2 separate regions of the Macaca mulatta genome follow, and region 1 is linked to region 2. The links are chromatin contacts, called in public Hi-C maps. All regions are on one chromosome and are shown on one strand. Each heading gives the region's core, a stretch centred on a gene start, on an enhancer-like site or on the middle of the called end of the contact. The rest is flanking DNA. Distances are from core to core; before and after follow the strand shown.

The links. Hi-C and Micro-C count contacts between places; a contact is called where the count stands out from the background.
Region 1: a Hi-C map of fetal cortical plate shows a contact between it and region 2, with 1.9 times the contacts expected there. The contact joins the promoter of LACTB here to the promoter of TPM1 in region 2. A contact is called at or near these places in 7 of 14 Hi-C or Micro-C datasets (CD4 T cells, blood, cortical neurons and 4 more).

Annotation. Positions count from the first base shown.
Region 1 is chr7:40,453,322-40,458,349 of T2T-MMU8v2.0, forward strand. It overlaps LACTB (lactamase beta), which reads left to right and starts at 2,911. Exons shown (of 6, transcript XR_003731268.2): 1 at 2,911-3,342; 2 at 3,750-3,816.
Region 2 is chr7:40,386,027-40,391,063 of T2T-MMU8v2.0, forward strand. TPM1 (tropomyosin 1) reads left to right here and starts at 2,477. Exons shown (of 9, transcript XR_013395649.1): 1 at 2,477-2,673; 2 at 3,765-3,890.

The DNA of each region.
Region 1 (5,028 bases), core at 1,661-4,160, 68 kb after region 2:
TAGAAAATGAATTTATTAAAGCATGTGGGGTGGGATGGCTGCATATTTTGTCTCCTCATTTGAGAGGGAAAGTGGAGTTATTTTTAATTATGCCAGGATTGCAAGTGTAAAGGACACATGAACGGAGTCTTTTAAGATTCGGGTGCTCCTAGAAGCTGGGACATTGAGAGCGGCCTTGCGACTGATCCAGTGGGGGGTAAAGTGGGGCAGCCCTGCCATGCTATGAGAGCCCCTGCCGTTTACTGCCCAGAGAGCTGCATGTCTCATCCAACACCCTCAATGGCATTGCCAGCTTCTGACTATGTGCACCTCTGATTGGTGAGGCCTGCTTCACACACGTGCTGCCAAGCGAAGGGAGACGGACTGGGAAAGCAAATTCCTGATGGCACCACCTACCCGCTTCAGCCGGGACCTCCCTGCGGCTTTGAATGGCACCCTGGTCAGCTCCTGGAGAGAGGCCGTTGAAGTGGACTTGGCAGGGGAAATAGTACCTGAAGCAACCAAATGTTCACTTGAAATTGCACTGTTTTGATAGCTAGATGTGACAGATAAGGTGTTGGACCAGATGGAGATATCACTAAAATCCCCCTCTACCCAGGTGGGGAGGGATTTGGCCAAGCAAAGCAGGTAGCAATTACTGGGAAAACCAAAACCTTCGATGTTTATACTCCAGTGGATTGGGAGCTCTTAAACAACCAGTTACAGTTGTTAACTGCCCTCTTGGGGCTATGAAAAACCCAGACCTTCCAGGGTCAGAGGCCTGGCCTCCCTTCTTGGCAGAAGAGGAAATGAAGTTCATTCCTTTGTGGTGAACCTGATTCTGTAAAAACAAAACCCATTTTTTTCTCAATAGGTTATCCTACCACATGTCCAACCATAGGAGTCTGGAGTTTCTCTTATTGGTTAAGCTTTAGAGCATTTTGAATAGGAGTTAGATATGGTTATATTTGAGTTTCAGAACATTCATCCTGGTTCATATTCCGTCTTTTTTTTGTTTTGTTTTTTTGAGACAGGGTCTCACTTTGTCACCCAGGCTGGAGTGCAGTGATGCAATGTTGTCTCACTGCAGCCTCAACCTCCTGGGCTCAAGTGATCCTCTCACCTCAGCCTCTCAAGTAGCTGGGACCACAGGCGCACACCACCACACCTGGCTAATTTTTGTATTTTTTTGTAGAGATGGGGTTTCACCATGTTACCTAGGCTGATCTTGAACTCCTGAGCTCAAGCAATCTGCCTGCCTTGGCCTCCCAAAGTCCTAGGATTACAGGTGTGAGCCACCATGCCTGGCCATCTTTATTTTTTTAATTAAACTTTTCCACAAGTTTATTGCTAGCACGTAGAAACATAATTGATATTTTATGCTTATATTGTATCCTAAATCTTGCTGGACACATATTTTAATTTTAGGAGGTGTTGGGTTTTTCTTTGCCTTTTAAGATTTTTTTTTTTTTTTTTGAGATGGAGTCTTGCCCTGTTGCCCAGGCTGGAGTACAGTGGCGTGATCTCAACTCACTGCAACTTCTGCCTCCTGGGTTCAAGTGACTCTCGTGCCTCAGCCTCCCGAGTAGCTGAGACTACAGGCATGCACCACCATGCCTAGCTAATTTTTGTATTTTTAGTAGAGACAGGGTTTTGTCATGTTGGCCAGGCTGGTCTCAAACTCCTAGCCTCAAGCAATCTGCCTGCCTCGGCCTCCCAAAGTGCTGGGATTAACAGGCATGAGCCACCGTGCCTGCTCCTTTAAAATTGTTTATGTAAGCAATCATGGCATCTGCAAATAAGGACAATTTTATCTCTTTCTTTTTGATCTGTGTGCTTTTAATTTTCTTTCTTGCCTTATTGCACTCGATATCATTTCTAGCACCTTGTTGAATAAGAATGATTAGAGTGGACATACTTGCTTCGTATGTCTTTCCCACTAAACATAATGTTAGCAGATTTTTTTGTTAGAAGTTCTTTATCAAGTTGAAGAAGTTTTTCTCTATTCCTGTTTTTCCAAGAGTTTTTTCGGTCATGAATGTGTTTTGCCTAATGATTGATACGTTCACATAAATTGATATGATCATGTGATTTTTCTTTTTTAGCTTGTTAATGTGGTTAATAGCATACACTAAACTGAGATATAGTAAGACAGGACTTGTGGCGAGAAGAAGCTGTAGAAGAACATTCCTTCTTCTAAAGAAATCGCTGCAGAAAGAGATAAGGTACTACTTGGGAGGACGAGGCAGGAGAATTGCTTGAACCTTGGAGGTGGAGGTTGCGGTGAGCTGAGATGGCACCATTGCACTCCAGCCTGGACAACAAGAGTGAAAGGTAATAAAAGGTCTGTTTGTAACTTCATATCTTTGGTGTGGTGTGGAGCTAGAATTCCAGAAGCAATAGATTTTAAAACAGCTTTAGGGAAATGGGTGGAGCTGAAATGAGACATAAAGAAGGGAGATGGCAAGAGAGAGAAAAGAGGAAAGGAGAAAGGGAAAGGAAAGGAGAAAAGCATCTCTAAAGGGAAAGGAGACGCCTGCTGAGCGTCTACTGCGTGCCCTGCGCTGTTCCAGAAGTTGAGGATCCAAAACTTCTTCTAGGCTCCCCAAAGAAGTCCCAGTCTGGTAAGGAATCTGACAAGTAGTTAAATGATACAAAGTGTTAACTGTTGTTAAGGAAGTGTGCACACTGAGGGGCAAGATGGTTAGGGCGAGAACGCCCATGGGACGGGAACTAGGAAGGCTTCTTGGAGGTGACGCTTGATCTGAGGGTAAGCAAAGGAAAAAAAAGGAAAGAGAGACAGAAAGATAGGAAAAACAACGAAGAGACAAGAAAAGGCAAAGGAGGAAGGGCTCGATGCGATCGGCGCTCGGGTCGTCAGGCGTCGACTGCTAGGGTCTGACCGCGGTCCCCGCCCCCGTCCCGCCCCCTGTCCTTCCCTCCGCCCCGAGCCGCGGCCGGCCGGGTCTGCGTGAGTTCGGTGGCGGCCGGCTGTACAGAGACGCCATGTACCGGCTCCTGTCAGCAGTGACTGTCCGGGCTGCCGCCCCCGGGGGCTTGGCCTCGAGCTGCGGACGACGCGGGGTCCATCAGCGCGCCGGGCTGCCGCCGCTCGGCCACGGCTGGGTCGGGGGCCTCGGGCTGGGGCTGGGGCTGGCGCTCGGGGTGAAGCTGGCGGGTGGGCTGAGGGGCGCGGCCCCGGCGCAGTCCCCCGCGGCCCCCGACCCTGAGGCGTCCCCTTTGGCCGAGCCGCCACAGGCGCAGTCCCTCGCCCCGTGGTCTCCGCAGACCCCAGCGCCGCCCCACTCCAGGGGCTTCGCCAGAGCCATCGAGAGCAGCCGCGACCTGCTGCACAGGATCAAGGTGCGGCCACTGGGGCGAGGGACGTAGGCGGCCGGGGACCCACCCCTCTCGGCGGTGCTGTCGGGGGCTGAGTGGACCCCACCCGGGGCGGCGGGGTGCCCGCGATCGGCTTCCGAGAAAGACTTCCCATTTCCCCACCGCCGAGCCATGGTCAGACGCTCTTGGGGGTTCCCCAAATCTGGGCGGAGGTCACCGCCTGTCTCGGGGACCGCCCCTTCCCCCTAGGAGGCGGACAGGCACCTCGCTTGCTGTGAGTGAGTGAGCATGGCCTGGGACGAGGTGGGCGGGGCCCGGCTGGAGGGGGCGGGGCCCAGGCTCTGGGGGCGGGGCCTTGGAAGGTCTTCGAGGAGTGATCTGGGCTTTTTTCAGCAGGCCTCTAACTGTCAGTTCTTTCCCTTCGGTCTTAGGATGAGGTGGGAGCACCGGGCATAGTGGTTGGAGTTTCTGTAGATGGAAAAGAAGTCTGGTCAGAAGGTGGGTTCAGAAAATTGTTTTGTTCTGTGCCAGTTGGTAAATAAAATATTGTTTTACTGGTTAGAGTGGATCCCATGAAATGCTATTGCATTTACTTAAAACGATGCATATTGTGGAGAAAACATCTAACATAATAAAGAATCAGGTGTCTTTAAATCACAGTAAGGCTTAAAATGTGACTAATAAATTGGAGTCATAAAGATGGCTTGCTTCTATCCACTCCCACTTTTCTCTTAGGACTGAATTTATTGGTCTGAAAGTTGTGTACAGTAGTCCCTCCTTATCCTTATATATTCCAAGACCCTCAGTGGATGCCTGAAAACGTGGATGGTATTGAACCCTGTATATTCTATATTTTCTCTTACATATATATATACATATGATAAAGTTTAATTTATAAATCAGTCATAGTAAGAGGTTAACAATAAAAATAAAATAGAACAGTCACAACAATACTCTGAGTGGCATGCAATTTAAAACTTAAGAATTGTTTATTTCTGGAATTTTCCATTTAATAGTTTCGGACCATGGATAACTAAAACTGAGGAAAGCGAAACCACAGATAAGGGGTGACTACTGTGTAGAACAATCCATTAATTGAGTACTTGTAGGTAACACTTATGGGTAGATAAAACTCAGAATTTGTGAATTTTTGTTTTTTAATTAAGTTAACAATTTGTTGAGTCCTCTCTTCTGTAAAAGGCAGAGTACTAAGTACTGGGGTTATACACTATTCCTTGTCTTTAATGACTTTTCAGCCTACTTTCTTAGACTTTTTACCAGGCAGAGATGTCAACTATTTTTTTCAAACAAAAGGCAAGAAACTTAGGGAGAGGGATTTCTATTCATTTTATGATACTTTTATCAAGGAATTATTTTTCATAACTTCTCTATTGCACAGAAATTGATCTAATTGGTCATCCTAGGTTTCTAGGAGTTGTACTTTTAGAAAATGATGTTTCAGGCCGGGTGCAGTGGCTCACGCCTGTAATCCTAACACTTTGAAAGGCAGAGGCAAGTGGATTGCCTGAGCTTAGGAGTTCGAGAGCAGCCTGGGCAACGTCGCAAAACCCTGTCGCTACTGAAAACACAAAAAATTAGCCAGGCATGCTAGTGCGTGCCTGTAATATCAGCTACTCGGGAGGCTGGGGCACAAGAATCGCTTGAACTTGGGAGGTGGAGGTTTGCAGTGAGCCGTGATCATGTCACTGC
Region 2 (5,037 bases), core at 1,227-3,726:
GGCATTTCCTGCCCGACGCTTCAACCTCTGAATATAGCCGTAGGTGAGGGAGTCTGGGAGAGGAAGAGGTGAAAAGAAGAGAAGAGATGGCTTTAAACTACACAATAAGGTCTGAATGTCTGAATCTGGAATTCAAGGCCCTTTATCATACCGCCCCAACCTTCCTTTTGTCTCATGTCCCCACTCACCCCCAAAATCCTACTGTCCAACCACCACAAAACATTCCTTTTTCTTTCCTTGACTCATACAATGGCCCTCCTCTCTAGCTAACTGCTACCCTTCCTTTGAAATCAGTTTAAAAACCACACCACCTTTTCAGAGAAGCTTTTCTCATCTGCTCTGACCTAGTCATTTCTATTTCTTCCTCCTGTGAATTCTTATACCCTGCTCAAGCCAAACACCTGGAGGACATAGACCTGTGCTACTCATTCTTTGGATTCCAGAGCCTAGTACCTGCCTAGTATATAGCAGGTACTCAATAATCGCATGTTTAAAAAGTTGCTTGTAGCATGATTTCATTTAAGGAAACGTTAATGAGTTCCTTGGCTACATATGGCACAGTGAGAAAAGAAGTCAGTAACGTGTGGTCCCGCAAGGAGCTTCTCTAGTTCAGTTGCCTCTTTTTATAAGTGACAAAAAAGGCTTAGAGAGATTGTAACATGGCTAAGGTCACACTGCAAGGAAGTGACCAGGCCAGGTTTGGATCCTTGAAACTGACTCCTAACTCCCTATTCTTGCCTCCTCTGCTGAGCTCCAACATGGGGAGTCAGCTCCCTGGAGTCCACGCATCTGGATATTGTCCACATGCCGGGAACTTTGTCACTGTTCCGGTGGCTGGGTTGACGTACTGTGATTAAAGGGCTGTGGTCAATTTCTGTGCCATGCAGCCCCTATGCACACAGCTCTAATGTTCTGACCGTTAGGTCAGTGTCAGTGTATCTTTTCCCTCCTGGGCAGTTGGGTTAGTGGAAGAGACCCGATAAAATCCTGGAGAGGAACTTGATCATTCTCTGAAGGACTTACAAGTTGTTTGGCCTGCCTAATCTGCTCAGATACCGTCCGGGGAATATTCGGTAACCATGCAGTACAGACTGTGAATTATTCTGTGGGGACTGTTAACAAGACCCTCACCAACCGTGCCTCAGCTGAGCTCAGGGCTTGGGGGCAGCCCTCTCTCCTCCCCTCCCACTGAAGCTCTGAAAAAAAGCAGGCTTTCCCCCTTGGGGGATGGGAGCAGTAGAGTTCAAAATAAGAAGTGTTGGGGGAAAAATCCTCCCGCTTCCAAGCACAGCTCACATGGCAAAGCCGGGCCTGCTCCCTCCTCAGAATTGCGGCTGCGGATGCAATGACTTAGCCGGGATAACGCCGATCCCACGTTTTCCGAAACCTGGCACCTAAGCATCTAACATGGAAAGGCCGACTCCCTAAAATCAGTGCAAGAAAAATTATAACAAGTTAGATCTGGAGGGACCTCGGAGATCATCTACACCCTAGATTTAAAGTTGAGAAAGCCGCGGGCAGCAAACAAGTTCACACAGTTGCTGGTGGCAGAGTAGAGACCACAGACCAAGTTGCGTGAGTCTAAACTCAATGTTCTTTCCCCTTAAACTGCCACCCGCACACACACACGTACACACGTACACACGTACACCTTTTTGGAGGCACCGCACAGCAAGCACAGAAGTACGCCACTGAGTCCTGTGTCCCTAAAGTATTTGACTGTCACCTCCGCTGGGGGAAAGGGCACGCAGAAAACAAGACTCCGTGTGCTGTCGCTGTGCCGCCCCCTGCCTTTCTGACCCGCGCCCGCAGAGAAAGTCTCAGAAGCCGCCCCAGGCTTTCTCCCACGTTCTCCCTTTCTCTGTTTCAGTTGAGTTTCCAGAGCGTGAGCGCCCAGGATGACACCTGGCTGGCTGAGAGCTGCCTGGGAGGCGCTGGCGGGTGCCGAGAGCGCACCGGCCCTGACGCGGGGTGCGGCACGGCTGGGAAGCCTCCCGGCCTTTGGCTCAGCGCGCCGGGGGACGGCCCAGGGGGGCGACGCGCATCCACCACTTGGCCCGCGCTCTCCCAGCCTCCGGCGGCTCACAGCGGGCTCGGCTGGGGATCCAAATGGCGGGGTGTCGGCCCTGAGAGAAGGGGGCGCGGAGGGAAGAGGGTTGCGCCTTAGCCTCGGCTCGGCCCCAACGCCCTCTCCCTGGCGCGCAGGTTTAGAAACAGGGCGGCCTTGCTCGGCAGCCGACTCGGCTGCTCGGGTCCCCATATATAGTCATATACACCGTCAACTGGGAGGCCGGCGGCCGGCAGCGAATGGGCGAGCAGCCCCCGCGGGAGGAGCGGGGAGGGGGCACGGGGCGGAGGGAGGAGAGGAGGAAGGGGGGCAGGAGAAAAAAGCTTTTCCAAAAAAGTATTGGCTGTCTTGAGGAATGCGGTCGCCCCCTTGGGAAAGTACATATCTGGGAGCAGCAGGCGGCTCCGCGCTCGCACTCCCGCTCCTCCGCCCGATCGCGCGCTCGCCCCGCCGCTCCTGCCGCAGCCCCAGGGCCCCTCGCAGCCGCCACCATGGACGCCATCAAGAAGAAGATGCAGATGCTGAAGCTCGACAAGGAGAACGCCTTGGATCGAGCTGAGCAGGCGGAGGCCGACAAGAAGGCGGCGGAAGACAGGAGCAAGCAGGTCTGCGCCTCCCCGGCCCTGAACCCGCGCCCCGAGTGCGGGGACCCGAGCCTGGCACCCCCGGCTGGATCCCCACCCCGAGGACTCGGGGAGATACCACCCTACCCCCACCACCACCCAGGGCGGCCAGGGCGCGCGTCTGGAAAGAAGGAAGGGAAATGCAAAAGCCAGGCTTAGTCTAACTTTGTAGTCTGATCTGAGGACGCTTATTTCCCTTCTCTGGTTCCCATGACCCGCGAAGTCAAGTCCTAGAGGCGCTTTATTCTCAGGACTGGGAATCAGTTTGGGGCAGGGAGGAGGACACCCGGTTCCTGGGGACGTTTGAAGGAAGGGCGCGGGATGGAGAAAGGGTGTCGAGTAATTCAAGTGTTATAAGTTATTTGACTTTTGACTGGGGAGAAAGGAACGTTAAACTTGGGGAGGAAAGGGGAGTCGTGGAGTTGTTACCAAAGAACAAAGATGGGACGGAATGGAGGCTACAGCCCGAAAGCCAGGCCAGCAGTGGCGTTCTTCTGTGTCCCCAAGTAGTGGACTTGAGCCCGCTGAGACCTCGGCAGAAGTCTCCTCCCAGGGCAGGTGGGTGTGCGGGGTGAGCCCTGGAGCGGTTCCAGCTCGGGTAAAGAGAAAGTTACCTTGGGTCCCTTGCACTCCATCTCGGCGGCGGTGCCCCGAGCCCCAGGGGCCCCAGTCAACCCGATGCCCGTGTGTTGTGTGTGTCTAACACCCGGTCCGTGCCGGCCGCCCGCGCCCGCCCGCCGCTGCCCCCAGCTCGAGGAGGACATCGCGGCCAAGGAGAAGTTGCTGCGGGTGTCGGAGGACGAGCGGGACCGGGTGCTGGAGGAGCTGCACAAGGCGGAGGACAGCCTCCTGGCCGCCGAGGAGGCCGCCGCCAAGGTACCCGGGGCGCGCGGCACAGCGTGGCGCACGAATGGCTAACTCTTTCTCTTTCTCTCTCTCTCTCTCCCTGTCTTTCCCTCTGTCTCTCCCGCTGTCCCTGTCCTTCTGGTTCTGTGCACCCACACCCCTCCCCTTCGGGATCACGCTGCCTGCTGCACCCCCCTCCCTCCCCGTACCCCCTGGCCAAATCCCAGCTGGAAGATGAGCTGGTGTCACTGCAAAAGAAACTCAAGGGCACCGAAGATGAACTGGACAAATACTCTGAGGCTCTCAAAGATGCCCAGGAGAAGCTGGAGCTGGCAGAGAAAAAGGCCACCGACGTAAGTGCACGCTCACACTGCTTCCCTCACCTCTTGCCTGCGTGGCCACTCTGCGGTCACCACAGGGCTGGAGAGCAATGGAGGAAGGTTACCTTCTCCTGCGGGACACCTGCACACAGCCCTGCCATGGCCCAGAGCATTGGATGCCGCCTCTGACTGCTACTGCACACATTCATTTATATTTCATCCACTCCTCTCTTCTTCTCCTTTCCTTTACCTCCCTGGGGGTGGAGGTGGGTAGATGAGAGGCTGGGAGAATAGAGCAGCTGAAATTGGACTCTGGAGGTGAACTTCACTTCCCTGGTGGCAGAAAACCCTGAGATGTCGTCACCAAGCTTTGTGGAGAGAATGCCAGGTTTTCTTCACTTTCTTTCCTTTTGCCCTCTCCAGTGGGTGGGAAGTTCTGGATTTTGGTGGTGGGTCTAGTCAGGGCTCAGAGAACCTGGCCTCTAAATGAAAGAAATGACACAATGGTACTTTTACTTAGAAGGTTGCACTTCATGGTGAGGCACAGAGACACTTTGAGGCTTCCTTTCTCACTAGCGTAAGCCTTAATCCACCCCTTAAGATCTGCCTGGGAAGATGATACTTGCTTGGGTCTGCAGTCTGAAGGCACTAGGTCCAGAAAGTAAGCTGTGAGTTATATATAGCTCAGTGCTTTATATGGTATAGTGAGCTAGCTGCCCCCTGCCCCTCCTGCTGGCCCCGCCCCCACCTGTCAGCCTTTTGACAACCGCCACATAGTTGCAGGGGTGATGCACACAGCTAAGGCCCTCCTAAGCTCTTTGTCCACTGCCCTTTGGAAGCTTTTTAATTGAGGGCTTGCCTCTTCTGCCTCAGAAAGTCAAGCCAAAGGACCAATTTCTTTTCACACCATTGGATTCCATGCTAAAAGCTAATTAAGCCTAGAGGCCCAATTAGAAAAGAATTCCTTGGGAAGTTGGTAACAATTCCAAGAATGCGTGAGCACAGGGAAAGCTATGCCAGCAGTTGAAACACCAAGGGCAACAGCAGACTTTTTTATATGAAAGTAACATGCAAATAACTGAAGGGTCTCAGGTCTTGAAATTAGTAAAGGCCTTTGTAGAATGAAAGGCTTGAGATGTATGTCCAGGTGTGCTTTGTAAATGAGAAATCCAGAGAGGAC